Linked DNA regions of Rattus norvegicus: region 2 is linked to region 1. The links are chromatin contacts, called in public Hi-C maps. All regions are on one chromosome and are shown on one strand. The core of a region is the stretch at or near the end of the contact, and the rest is flanking DNA. Distances in the headings are between cores, read along the strand shown. Region 1 holds the start of Ostc (oligosaccharyltransferase complex non-catalytic subunit). Region 2 overlaps Hadh (hydroxyacyl-CoA dehydrogenase).

Region 1 (6,544 bases), core at 2,345-4,844:
AGTGCTCTCCCTTCTCTTTTAACTTTGCTCTGTGAACTTCCTATAATTTTATTCTACATGGGGTCGATATGTGAGGGCATTTCTTTTTTCTGGGAAGAGAATTTATAGGTTTTTTTTTTTAATTGGCTTTATATGGAGGTCTGTGACCTTTCCAAAAACAAAACAAAACAAACACCCCCCCCCCAAACCAATAAACAAAAACAAACGAGCCTTCCAAAAACCAAAAACCAAAGCAAAGCAAAAAAGCAAAAGACGGGAAGCCTAGTGTGGTGGTACAAGCCTTTAATCCCTGCATTAGAGGAGGAGACCGGAAGATTCTTGAGTGGGAGGCCAGCCTGGTCTACTAAGAAGACAGCCAGAGCTGCACAGAGAAACACTGTCTCAAGAAAAAAAAAAAAGACCAACCAAACAAAAAACCAATAATAATAATAATAATAATAATAATAATAATAATAATAATAATAGTAGTAGTAGTAATACCATAATACCACAATAAACAAAAACAACCAACCAACCCAAAAGCCCAGATCCTTACTAGCATATCACACCCAGATGCATCAACTCCATAAGGGTCCTCCAGTGCTCACGTGACAGCTACTGCAGTCTGATGACGCTCCTGCTTGAGCCTCCCGCGTGCCAAGCATAGGCCTATGGGTCTGCACCTGGCTGCTAAGCTTTGTGGAGGGCGAGAGTCATGCGCTGGTTACCTTGGAGCCAGCAGCAGCACAGAAGAGAGAGCTCATCCCCGCTACTTACCGCATCGATGTTTGGGGAAAGGATGGAGGAATGAACGCTGTACAATACCAACACCCGCCTGAAGCCCAGTGACCGTAAGCTCCGCTGGGAGAGGGAGGAAAGTGTGCGAGATCAGATCGATGTCTTCAGAGCACGTGCACAATTTCCACAAAGCAAGTATGGAGTAAGAAGCGAAGGTGCAAGACAGAAAAGAGAGAGAGCGCGGAGACAACAAGGCTATCTAACGCTCCTGCCCAGCTCACTTCCTTACTTCTCTGTAGCTATCAGTAAGGACGGTATCTCAGTGGATATTATAAAATCTGCTCTGTTTCTTAGAAATAGCACCTTGGAAAAAGTATAGAGTGACCCACAGGCAGGAGACGACATCTTTGGACTAGTGATGTTGGAGACATAGAGCAGGAAATAAACCAAAGATTCATGGAGGAAGCACAATGGTTGGGTGACACACTGAAGGGTTTGAAGCAACAGAAGAGACTCACTGTTCCTGCCAACACAGAGCTAATGGGTCCTACTATGCCAGCTGGTGAAAAGTTCTGAAAACTCAGTAATAGAGCAGACATTGTCCCTGAACTTCTGACACCGAGTTTCTGGTCATAACAAATATCCACCGTCACTTGGATCCAAGCAGACCTGTACTGTACTATAATCCGGCTAGTCCCTAGGGAGCATTGGATTCTCTGGTAGATGTGCTGGTATTAAAACCAGGAAGTAACTGGCATCTTCTAACTGGGAACTCTTTAAGCCTTTTAAACATAAATTAACATACATGTTACATACAGATGTTGTTTGAATATAATTGGTTAATACTTGTATTTTTGGAAAAGGCATAATTTATAATTTCATCACACACACACACACACACACACACACAAACACACAAACACACACGTTTGTTTTTATGTTCCTTTAGACTTTCTTCAATACACGGTGCCTCATACAATGAGTGAGTCAATTCTTCACATACCTCTTTTTTTTTTTTTTTGAAATTCTGGCTTGTCTTCATTTCTAACCTGCTGTGAACATCTACCCATTTCAGGAAAAGCAAACTTCTCTGACGTCACATGCACAGTTCTCCAGTATTTCACTGTATGGATACTTCGCCATATATTTATCTAATCCACCCATTGTCAATTTGGTATTTTAAAGTTTTAGATATAGAGATCTTAGTTTAAAAAAATAATGTCTCTTAAAACTAATGATGTCTCTCCTAATTGAGAACTTTTCAGAGGCTGGCGTTTTAACTCAGCCCAACATATTGAAGCAGTAGGTTCGGTCCTGGCCCCTTCTAAAAAAGAGAAAGAAAAACAGAAATAACTAAGCAGAGAAAAGGATCAGGCAGTGTCATTCCAGCTTCGAGAGTTAATGAAATACAGGTATGGCACGACACAGCTTGGCTTGACATCCATACGTATGCTTTTGAACAACACTTAATTTTTACAGCTGCCTCGACTTTGCCTTGAAACACAATCTCACCTTTATAAAACTCAAATGCACTTTCTCCGTGCAAAGAGGAAACAAACTCCTTTTGTCCATTATTCGGTAATAACCATTCCCTTTCCTTCTTTGTTATCTAAGAAGTAATGAAAGGCTAAATGTTAATAGGAAATTTTATTTTACATCTTGTGGAGGAGTAGGAGACAGAAAAATAAAACTACTGCATAAAATATTTGCATTAAAGTAAGGAAGAATGGTTCTAACTATGGTGATGATCATGTGTGTGTGTGTGTGTGTGTGTGTGTGTGTGTGTGTGTGTGTATGTATCTGCCAGTCCAACAGTCTGTACTTCATATTCCTGTTGCTCATAGCAAAACTGATAGCAGATGCTTTTCGTTTTCTGACTCCTGCTGTGGCCCAAATTTTAAAATCCAAATAGCCTAAGCCACTAACATTTCTACCTCTATCGGCTTGTCATGTTTCTTAAGCTTTTTATTATAGGATATGGGAATAAGAGGCACTGCAGGGGGGCTTCTGTATTCTAAATACATTTTTCTGTGCTTGCTATTTTTATAATAGTAACCCATTATTTCCTTGATTGATCAGGATTACTGCCTCTAGCCAGTAAAGTCCTTTTGTATTTACATTTGATACCTTGACAGGAGGACACATGAAGTAGTCAGGCGATTTCCTTTCCAATTTTAGTATTTATGCTACCGAAGCCATCACCCTACTAAGCAGGTAATCAAGCTGAGAAACCAGAGTGACTTCAAGATTTTTGGCCTGAGTAATTTTTTTTTTCCAACACGGGTGATTGGGAAGAGGCAAAGCTGAGAGAACTACAAATGGTTCAGAGTAATAAATATTTCGTTCTGTTATGGACATTTTTTTTTAATGGAGATTATATTACTTTGGCAATTATTGACCATTAGCATCGCTATACAGCATGCAGAAAAAGTTCAGCGAATTAGAGCCTTTTCAAGACCCGAGGGAAAACCTCCAATATTAAAAAGGAGCACATAACTTTCATTCATCCTTCAGCCCTGTGAACTTAAGAATTTCCAGCAGCCAATCAGCCCCAAGTGCGTTGCGTCAGCAAGTGGGCGGGGCAGTGAGGATGCAAATCTCTCCGCTTCTCTGGCTTGGCCACGTAGGACGCCTTGCAGGTCCTGGAAGATACATAATATACAATTATCTCTCAGCAAGAAAAAAGTTCTAATCCACACTCAATCTTAAGAATGCTCATTATTATATAGTTTAAAAATATATCCACTAACAGGTTAATGTATTTTCTTTCTGTCCTTCTACAGTGGATAGCTTGTCTACTTCTGACTTCTACGGACCTGTGGTCCTCGGCTCACGCATGCGCAATAGCTAGGGAAGGCGGGCGTGTTTCCGGGCGGCGCGGGAGGCTGGAGGCCAGAAGGCTGGTCCTACGGCTGGGGACATGGAGACTCTGTACCGAGTCCCGTTTTTAGTGCTCGAATGCCCCAACTTGAAGCTGAAGAAACCGCCCTGGGTGCACATGCCGTCGGCTATGACGGTGTACGCCCTGGTGGTGGTATCTTACTTTCTTATTACCGGAGGTAACTCGGCCGTGATGGGTCCGGTGGGCGCGCAGGCTGCTCGCTCCGGAGGCGCGTGGCCGCTGAGCCCGTCTGCGGGCAGAGCGGAGCTCGGTTCACGCCTTTCCCTGGAGAGAAATGGTCTCCTCTTTGCCCGCCCTCTCCTTCGTGAGCCGAGTTGAATATACTTGTCAAGCCCAGCTAATTCTTATTACTTGCTATACATTGTTTGACCGGGGTCTTGGGAATACCATTTTCGAATCACTGTATTTCTGTGGTTGGTCGAGAGGGTGTGGAACTCTTAAACTAGTCTTGTGGTCCCTGGAATCTTGGAAGAGATTTGACAACCATTGAGTCTGTTAGCTCAGACTCCAGGGGCTTGGGTTGCTTTATGTCAAATCACAGGAATTAGAAAGGAACTTACCGAAACCACGGTGTTTGAGAAATACGTGAGACTGGAATTAAGGATTGCAAAAAGTTGGTGTTTTGGGGAGGGGCGGGGGAGAAGATGGGACTCAGAAAATACAAGGAAAGCAGCGCTTTTCGGATATCTGTCACCGAATCCCTTATGTGGAAAATGCAAAGGGGTGTGGCCTTGTCTATTGGTGAGTTGGCAGTCGGTCTTTAGAGAGCACCCTTTGGAACGCCAGTTCCAGGATTTCTTAAGGATTGTGCTTTTGGAATTTAGGAAGTAGTGTACTTAATTCAGAAAATTAGAAAGATCTTAGGTTAGCAAGAGTAGTTCAACTTTTTTAGGGAGTGTGTGTAGACATTGCTATTGCTTAAATGTTTTCTTAGACTACTTGGCATATTCGAAGCGGTAGAAGACGGTGTTTAACTGTAGAGTTGACATTCTATGTAGCTTACATTAACGGAAATGCTAAATGCCACTTTAAGCATTTGTTGTGGTTTAAGAAAAAAAGACATTACCTGTTGTGGCGTTAGCATTAACTTTTGCTCAGCACATTAAGCAGTGAATATGGAACTTAATGCACTTGGCTTTAGAAACTTAATGTTCATTCCTACCGGCCTGTTTCTTGACTTTTGCTTCCTTTGGAGACAGTTTTTTCGAGAAGCCCCAGCTTTGCATTGGGCCACAATTTTGGTGTTTTTAAAATGGGGTTGGCGGAATTTAGAGCAGAGACTGAAGGAACGGCCATTCAGAGCCTGTCCCACATAGGTACACAGTCTATGGATATACAGCCACCAAAACTAGATAAGATTGATGAAGCTAAGAAGTGCATGCTGACAGGAACCGGATATAGATGTCTCCTGAGAGACACAGCCAGAGCATGTCAAATACAGAGGCGAATGGTAGCAGCAAACCACTGAACTGAGAACGGGGGAACCCTGTTGGAGGAATTAGATAAAGGATTGAAAGAGCTGAAGGGGCTTGCAACCCCATAAGAACAACAATGCCAACCAACTAGAGCTCCCAGGAACTAAACCACTACCCAAAGACTATACATGGACTGACCCATGACTCCAGCTGCATATGTAGCAGAGGATGGCCTTGTTGGGCACCAATGGAAGGAGAAGCTCTTGGTCCTGCTAAGTCTGGGTCCTGCTAAGGCTGGACCCCGCCAGTGTAGGGGAATGTGGTGGGGTGGGGCAGGTAGGGGGGAGGTGGTTAGGGAGGGAACACCCTTATAGAAGAAGGGGAAGGGTATGGGATGGGGACTTATGTCCGGGAAACCAGGAAAGGGAATAACATTTGAAATGTAAATTTAAAAATATCCAATAAAAATTTTAAAAAATTAAAAAAAAAGGGGGGGGGTTGGAGGGGAATTCTCTGCTTCAACCTATTTCAAAATGGAAGGACACATTTTGTACATTTACTGTTTGGCTTCTCCAATGGGCAGTCTTCTAAAAACTGAGTATACCTGTATGCCTAAGCAGTGTTGCTGAGAGTGACAAGCATTACTGACTTTCTGTTAACTCAGTGCTGGGATAACAGCAAAGAAAATGTAATTACTCTGCCCTCCATAGAATATAGCGGAGACACGCTAAATGCCACCTAATTGCTTTCTGTTACATAGAAGAGAAATGACATTGCTGAAGTAATGACATGATAGTCTGAGTTTGAATGGTTAGAAGGGTCATACTAGTAAAGAAAAATATGGACAAACGTGGGACCAGGAGACCAGTGAGGTGTATTGTTTCCCTAGATCGGGGCTTCTGGCATTTTCCCTCCTATGTGACCCAACTTTTCCTGACAGAGTTTTGTACAGCCTTGGGTAAATAGGCATATAAAATAGGTATAATGTCAAACTTTTACTGGTAGTAACTAGTAAACTTACTTTACAACAATAATTTGGTAGATACATAATTGTGTAGGTTTTTAAAAATTATGTATCCATGTATGTATGCATGTATGTCTACCACTCAGAAGGGGAAACTATAGCTCATCATATGGTTGTGAGCCACCATGTGGTTGCTGGGAATTGAACTCAGGATCTCTGTAAGAGCAGTCAGTGCTCTTAACATCTGAGCTATCTCTCCAGCCTTGGTGGTGCTATTTCTTAAAGCTGAAAGTGAATCCACGTACTAATGAGATGGCTATGCCAATGTATTTTCCATGAAGAATGTTGTCTTAGCCAAGTATTTGCTAAGCAGCCTCAGTGTTCTTCAGAGTCTGATATTTTGGGTTTATAATTACAAATACTGAGAGCATTGCTTCTCCATATATATGTATTGTGGAATAGGAAATATGTTCAGGACCATCTCAGAAATTGTTGGAAAATTTGCCCTAATTTGCAGCTAAAATTCATTTAACAGTTTTTAAAGAA
Region 2 (6,275 bases), core at 2,267-4,766, 530 kb before region 1:
TCCTGCTTTGCATTTCCAGGTCATTAAAACACCGATGACCAGCCAGAAGACATTTGAATCTCTGGTTGACTTTTGTAAAACCTTAGGGAAGCATCCTGTTTCCTGCAAGGTAAAGCATGGGTAATGTTTATGTCTGTTTTCCGTTACTATAGTAAAATACCTGAGGCAGGGTAACTGTGAAGGTGGGGCGGGTGAAGTGTTACTTGTCTTGCAACTCAAAAGCTTCCGGGGCAGGATGCCAGCATCCATTGAGCTCTAGAGAAAAGTGTCCTCTAATAAATACATCAACGGTAATGCTACTGTGTATCTTCAAGTAATAAACTACAGAGTTGGGCATGCCCTGGGGCAAACATTTGGAAACACTGTAGATCTCCTTCCTATATCTGAAACATGCAACATGCTGGACAGCCCTAGGATGGCTGTGAATTGAGCTTTCTCCTGTCACTGGTACAGATGCCCTCTGTCCCTAACAGGGACATTGTGACACAGCTTATAGCTATATCTACTGTCTGACACAGAAGCATTTCTGATCCGTGTTCTTTGTGTCTGCACATATTATCTGGAAATCCCTCCTCAAAAGCTTGAAGCACTCAGTCAGACAGGCTCCCAGAAGGCCTCAGGATCTCACACACAGAGGTTCTTCCATTCTCTGAGGAGACCATCTTGGCCCTAAAGTTGCTACCTGCTGCTCTGATAAAAGAACAGGTCCAGGAAAGCCCCAACTTTGTGCACTTCCACCCCCCACCCCCACCCCAGCCACTACCTTCTTACGTTGATGTGCTTTGAAATACGATTACTATTTTCTACCTTAATAGACAGTCGGTAGGAGAGCACAGGGGTAAAACCCCACTGCTATGACTAAAGTAAAATATTCGGATGATGTAAAAGAACAGAACAAAACTAGGCGGGTGGCTGTTGTTGTTGTTGTTACTGTTATTGTTGTTGTTGTTATTGTTTTAAAGAAGACTACCTTCCTGACTAGTGGACCAAGCACATGAGTCAGCTCTCTTTAGCTACAGGACCTTGTAGTGCCAGATGGCTCATTCAGAGATCTAGTAAAACTACACTTTGGTTTTTGCTTGGTTTTGTTGGTTTTGTTTGTTTCGGAGATTCAGTATAATACTGAGTTCAGACTTAGGAGTATTGTAGAAAGCAAACACAGGACATCAACCACGACGGTGAGATAGTGTGGATAAAGAAGACGACGGTGACTTATTTGTCAAACTCTGACAGTGCAGTGTCTGTGAGAGCAGAAAGGCTGTGAGGTCAGGCTAGAACGGCTGGCATCTCTGCCCCGTGGAGACAGACAGCGGCAGGGGTGTTGAAGTGAAGGGCCATTCGGACCCTGTTGCCATGGTGGCCAGTTTGTTTTGCATGCAGTTGGGTTAGCTCTGAGATACACTGAGATATCCCAGGGGTGGCTCGGGGGAACCTGGGCAGTGCTGCTGCTTGGATGGGGGCCTAAGACTGGGCCGACTCCTGAAAGGGAAGTGGAGGGCAGGAAAGTGAAGGATGCCTTACAAGACAGAGGAAGGAACTTCACAGCACATTGCAAACATGTGGATGAGAGAAGTCTGGCAGTGGAATCCAGGGTGAGAGGAAGTGGCCCATAGGGAACAAAAGGTCAAGCTTAACGAAGTCACTTGTCTTTTTCTCTCCCCTCCATCAGGACACTCCTGGATTTATCGTGAACCGTCTCTTGGTGCCATACCTCATAGAAGCTATCCGGCTGCATGAGCGAGGTACCTGTCCTAGGCCAGACAAGGGCCTGCAGCTCTCGGGCTGTGCACGCGCAGGGGGATGGGTGGGTTGTACAGAGCCCGGGAAGAGGGTTCAGCCTTCTAGCTCTGCAGGACTAAGCTCAGCTTGGCCCTGGACTTAGGACCTTTGTCACCGGGTCCCCAGGGTCCCAGGGTCCCTATGAGACTCTGTGGTAGTCCAGGCTGCAGTAACTTCGTCAATGGAGCAGATCTCCACCCCGACCCTCTGCTTTTCGTTGAAAGTTTACTGTGTGTATGTGGAGGGGTAGGGGTGACGTTGTGGGTGGGAATGGGGATTGATGAGGAGGTGACCCACTGCTGAGAGTGTCTTCCGCAGGGCCCAAGATTGCTTCCCAGATCCCTGCATTCATATTAGGCAGCTCATACCTACCTGTGACTCCAGCCCCGAGGGACCTGAAATCCTCTTCTCAGCTTATGCACACACACATGCATGATACATTACACACACACACACAAAACACACACACACACACACACACACACACACACACACACACACCAAATAGTAAGAATTTACTGCTTTCAAAATAGATAGTAATGGAAAAAATAACCAGGAGATGGGAAATGAATGGATGAATGGCGAGGCTAATACTGTAAAGGCGTTGTCCCGATAGAAAAAAATTAGGATGCACTGTTTTATACCTCATGATCTGAAATGTGCTCCTTCTCTTAAAAAAAAGTATTTGTGTGTGTATGTGTATATACGTGCCTGTGTGTGCATGTGCATGTGTGCATGCATGTGTATATGTACGGGGGCATGTGTGTGCATGTGCACATATGTGTGTGTATGTGTACATGTGCATTTGTGTGTGAGTGGTGTTGTGTGGGTGCATGGTGTTGTGTATGTGCATGTGTGTGTATGTGTGTATGTGCGTGCATGTGCAATGTGTGTATGTATGTGTGTGCATGTGTATGTGTACATGTTCATATGTACACACCTGCATATCATGTCATGATGAGAAGACAGCTTCATGGGTCAGTTCTCGCCCACCTTTATGCGTGTTTTGAGGTCTCCAGGCTTGCATAGTACATGCTCTTACCTGTTGAGCCTCTGCCTGACCCTACAGTGTCCCCTTCTAAGGTTGACAAAGAATGACTCTGCCTGCTGTAGAAGCAGAAGCCTCAGGATGTGGTCCACAGTGAGGACAGATGTGTGCTCTCCCTGCCTGTTTCTGAGGGGAGAGTGTGGTGTCTACTCTGAAGGCAAATATGTTGCAGGGACCGGGCAAATGCAATTGCTGCTGTTGATGTGAGAGGCTTCGCGTACAAACTCTCAAGGATGCCACTTTCCAAACAGAGCATTTACACTGCTTCTTCCCAGTAGAAGAAAGCACGTTTGCCTCATCCAAACTGGCTTTTAATATTAAACTGGCCTCTGTGCTTTACGGAAGCAGTTGCCTTCGTTTACTCCAAGATCGAACCAACACTTCTCTGTTTATCTTCAACAAACGCGCCTGATTACACCTCAGAGAAAGTCTGTGGTTTGTCGGCCTACCTTGAAAACCATTTGGGTTCTCTCCCTCCCTCCTCCCTCCCACCCCTTCACCCCTCCTCCCCCCTCCCGTAAATGTAATGTTTCAGAATGTAGCAAACTCCATGGCGGTTTTCTCTCTGAAACACCTTGTCCTTTGATACCGCTCCTGTGTGCCAAGCATCTGGTGGGAAGTTGAAAGCCATTTTCTTCATGCCCATTGCCCCTCGGGATTACTACACACTTTCTGTGTTGCCTCAGAGAAGGCAGGACCTGGCTCAGGGCATGCTTTCAGTTTGCTCTTGCTGTTTCGCTGGGTGGCCTGTCACTGCTGGCCCTGTGGCCTTTCTCGTTTTAGCTTTCTGGATCCTGTGTCAGAACGTCTGTCTGTCCTGGGGTTGCTAAGTGTCATGCAGGTATGTTAGCAGCATCTTAACTGTGGTCTGAACTCTTTGCCCCTTGGTATTCAGTTGGCCGCCTCTGAGGAGTGCTTAGACGGGAGCCCACTCTGGGCTCTGCATTTCCACTGAAGCCTTTAGATGCACTCACTGTTGGTTGCCAGCTGTCACCTTTGAGCCTCCCTGTCAATGGTGCTCCTCTTCTCTCCCAGCCCTGCCTCCTCCTTCCAGGCCACCACACTGAGGCTCTGCCACACCGAAACCCTAGTTACCTTATACTTTCTCAAGTCTTCCTCCTACGTGATGCTTGCTGAGAAAGCGTACATTGCCCAGAAAGTGGAGGAGACACTGCTCCTGGTTTCTGTCCTTGTTCTCTGCTGGGGCCTGGCTTCTGCTGGCGCTCTGGCTTTGTGTCCTAGTTCCTTCGGGGAGAATTTTTCTGTCCCACGCTATTGATGCACTGTGTGTGTGTGTGTGTGTGTGTGTGTGTGTGTCTGTCTGTCTGTCTGTCTGTCTGTCTGTCCCTGCTGGTTGGTAAATGCTGTTTTGATGGTAGGGCCTGTAAGGATGTCTGGGAGTCTGTTTAGGCAAGGGTTCAGAGAGCTGAGCAGCTGCCAATGTACCCTGGGTGCCCACTACACCTCTCGCACACACCCTGTGTAGAAAGAGTCATGGAGGGTCACTGTATTTCTGACCTCTGACAGCCTCCTGCGGTAGGCCTTCACAATGCCTTTCCCAGCTGTGTGCTGTCCCCAGACTAGTGAAGGCCTGGCAGGTACGGTGAAGTCCCAGCTCTGAGGGCAGAGTGCTGTAGGCTTGGGAAGATGCTGTCCTTGTTATGTGCTCACTCAGCTCTGGAAGCATAGCAAGGGCGTGCGGTTAGCTCTTGGGAAGGCTGTGCTGTAGCCTGGGATGTCATGGACTTACCTTCTAGCCACTGTAGGGTGTCCTAGGTGCATACAGAGCACCCACCGCCAATCTCACTGCCTTGCCCTGGCTGCAGAGAAATACAGCAGGTCTCCGGGAGCTTGTATACAAGCAATGGCTGGGAACTCTTCCACCTCACCCTCAGGCTCTGCCATCGCCTCCGCAGACATCATTCCATAGCCCTACTTGCTGTCCCTGAGGCCTAAACTGGGCATAATCTGTCATTGCTCTCTCTGGTAGCTCTCCCTAGGGCTGTTTGCTTCCCTTCTCTATGGCACGACACATCTGACTTCCCAGATGTCTTCTTTCCTGGGGCATGGTCAGAGTCCTCATCTTCATGTCCCCAACGGATCACTCCAGAGTGGGGCTTCAGCCATCTGTCAAGCAAGGAGTTTCTGGCAGGCCTCCTCCTTGCTGGTCCTTGGAGCTGGGGCTTCTGATTGTAATGTTGGGACTTGCCGGCAGGTGGCGCCAGAGAGCCAGAAAAAGGAGACAATCATGGAGGCAGGTCCCTGGTCTCAGGCTCTAGCCCCTGAGGAAGCTTTGCCTCATCGTCCTCAGTAAAGTTAAGGGCCACATACTCAGGGGAGCTAGAGAGAGTGAAGCAGAGCTTTGTGTGGCCTTTTTTTTTTTTAATGGAGGAACAGGGGCCACCAGGTTCTCAGACTCCTGGGCACTAAGGAGCATCTCTCTTGGCCGGCATCTTGTATATGTTGCTTTTCTGTCTTTTTCTTTTTGCCTATTTACTATGATTTAGAACTGTGCTGACTTTGTATATGAGTACTGTTTTTCTTTTCTTTTTTCTTTTTTCTTTCTTTCTTGTTTTTCGGAGCTGGGGACCGAACCCAGGGCCTTGCGCTTGCTAGGCAAGCGCTCTACCACTGAGCTAAATCCCCAACCCCCCGAGTACTGTTTTTAAAAAAATACTTTGTACTGATCAGTAATTTTGGAAACCCAGTAATAACCCTCAAGTGAGGGTCTGAATTGGGAATTATAATCTTGCCTTTGCCTTTGACTATGGTTTTGATTAAATGGTTTTAAGTCAAGTTAGAGGCTGTTAGATTTCTGTCCCCGGGGCATGTACATTCTTTTGAGAGGACACTGCCTGTTTAAATATGAGCTGGCAGTAAGGCTCTGACAACTGTGGAGACACACAGGGATGATGAGTGTCCTGGTTCCCAGGCCTCGCCGCTACTGTTCCGCGGACTGCAGGGTGTAAGTAAGAGGGTGGGGGAGAGGTTCTGATTGGAGCCATCTGAACCTAGAGGAAGCCTAGAGGAAGGAAGAGGCTAAGGCCTGAAGATGTAGAAGGCTTACTGTTCTAAGCCCAGGCCGTGGCATGTAGGAAGCAGTCCTGGGGCAGGAGCCTGTCAAGGGTGTTAACGTCTGGCATCTGGAGGCAGCTTTAGCACCACGTGTCTCCACATCCTGAACAACGCATGTGCGAGCTGTGGAGTCAGAGCCCTGCCTGTCCTACTGTGTACCTTCTGGTGTCCTCTGCGCATGTGCGGTAGTGTCTGTCTGCGGTGCCCTTCCAGCTCCTTTGAGATTCCCTTCACTCTTCAGAGCCTGGGCCTCCGGGGTGGGGGGTGAGCCGGTGAAGTCTGAGTGGATCTGTTCATCTTTATCTGTACATCGTGAACCGGTTTGATGCTGCATCATGTGCTCCTCCTCCTCCCGTTACGTCACCGGTAGCTT

What was found. A called contact is a pair of places that touch in the nucleus more often than the background predicts.
Region 2: a Hi-C map of liver shows a contact between it and region 1, with 5 times the contacts expected there. The contact joins the enhancer-like site here to the promoter of Ostc in region 1. A contact is called at or near these places in 7 of 12 Hi-C or Micro-C datasets (the A7r5 cell line, the Rat2 cell line, Schwann cells and 4 more) and 1 of 1 datasets of contacts at active chromatin or transcription factors (oligodendrocytes).

What each region holds. Positions count from the first base shown.
Region 1 is chr2:221,937,303-221,943,846 of GRCr8, reverse strand. Ostc (oligosaccharyltransferase complex non-catalytic subunit) reads left to right here and starts at 3,594. Exons shown (of 4, transcript NM_001108566.1): 1 at 3,594-3,776. The coding sequence starts at 3,638.
Region 2 is chr2:222,465,327-222,471,601 of GRCr8, reverse strand. It overlaps Hadh (hydroxyacyl-CoA dehydrogenase), which reads left to right. Exons shown (of 8, transcript NM_057186.2): 5 at 20-109; 6 at 1,670-1,742. Among named protein-coding and RNA genes, the nearest start is that of Hadh, 36 kb to the left of the region's middle. Within about 2 kb of position 3,516, at least 1 of the 93 cell types and tissues checked has an H3K27ac peak or open chromatin away from gene starts, as enhancers often do. A contact at or near this core is called in liver, where this site is marked.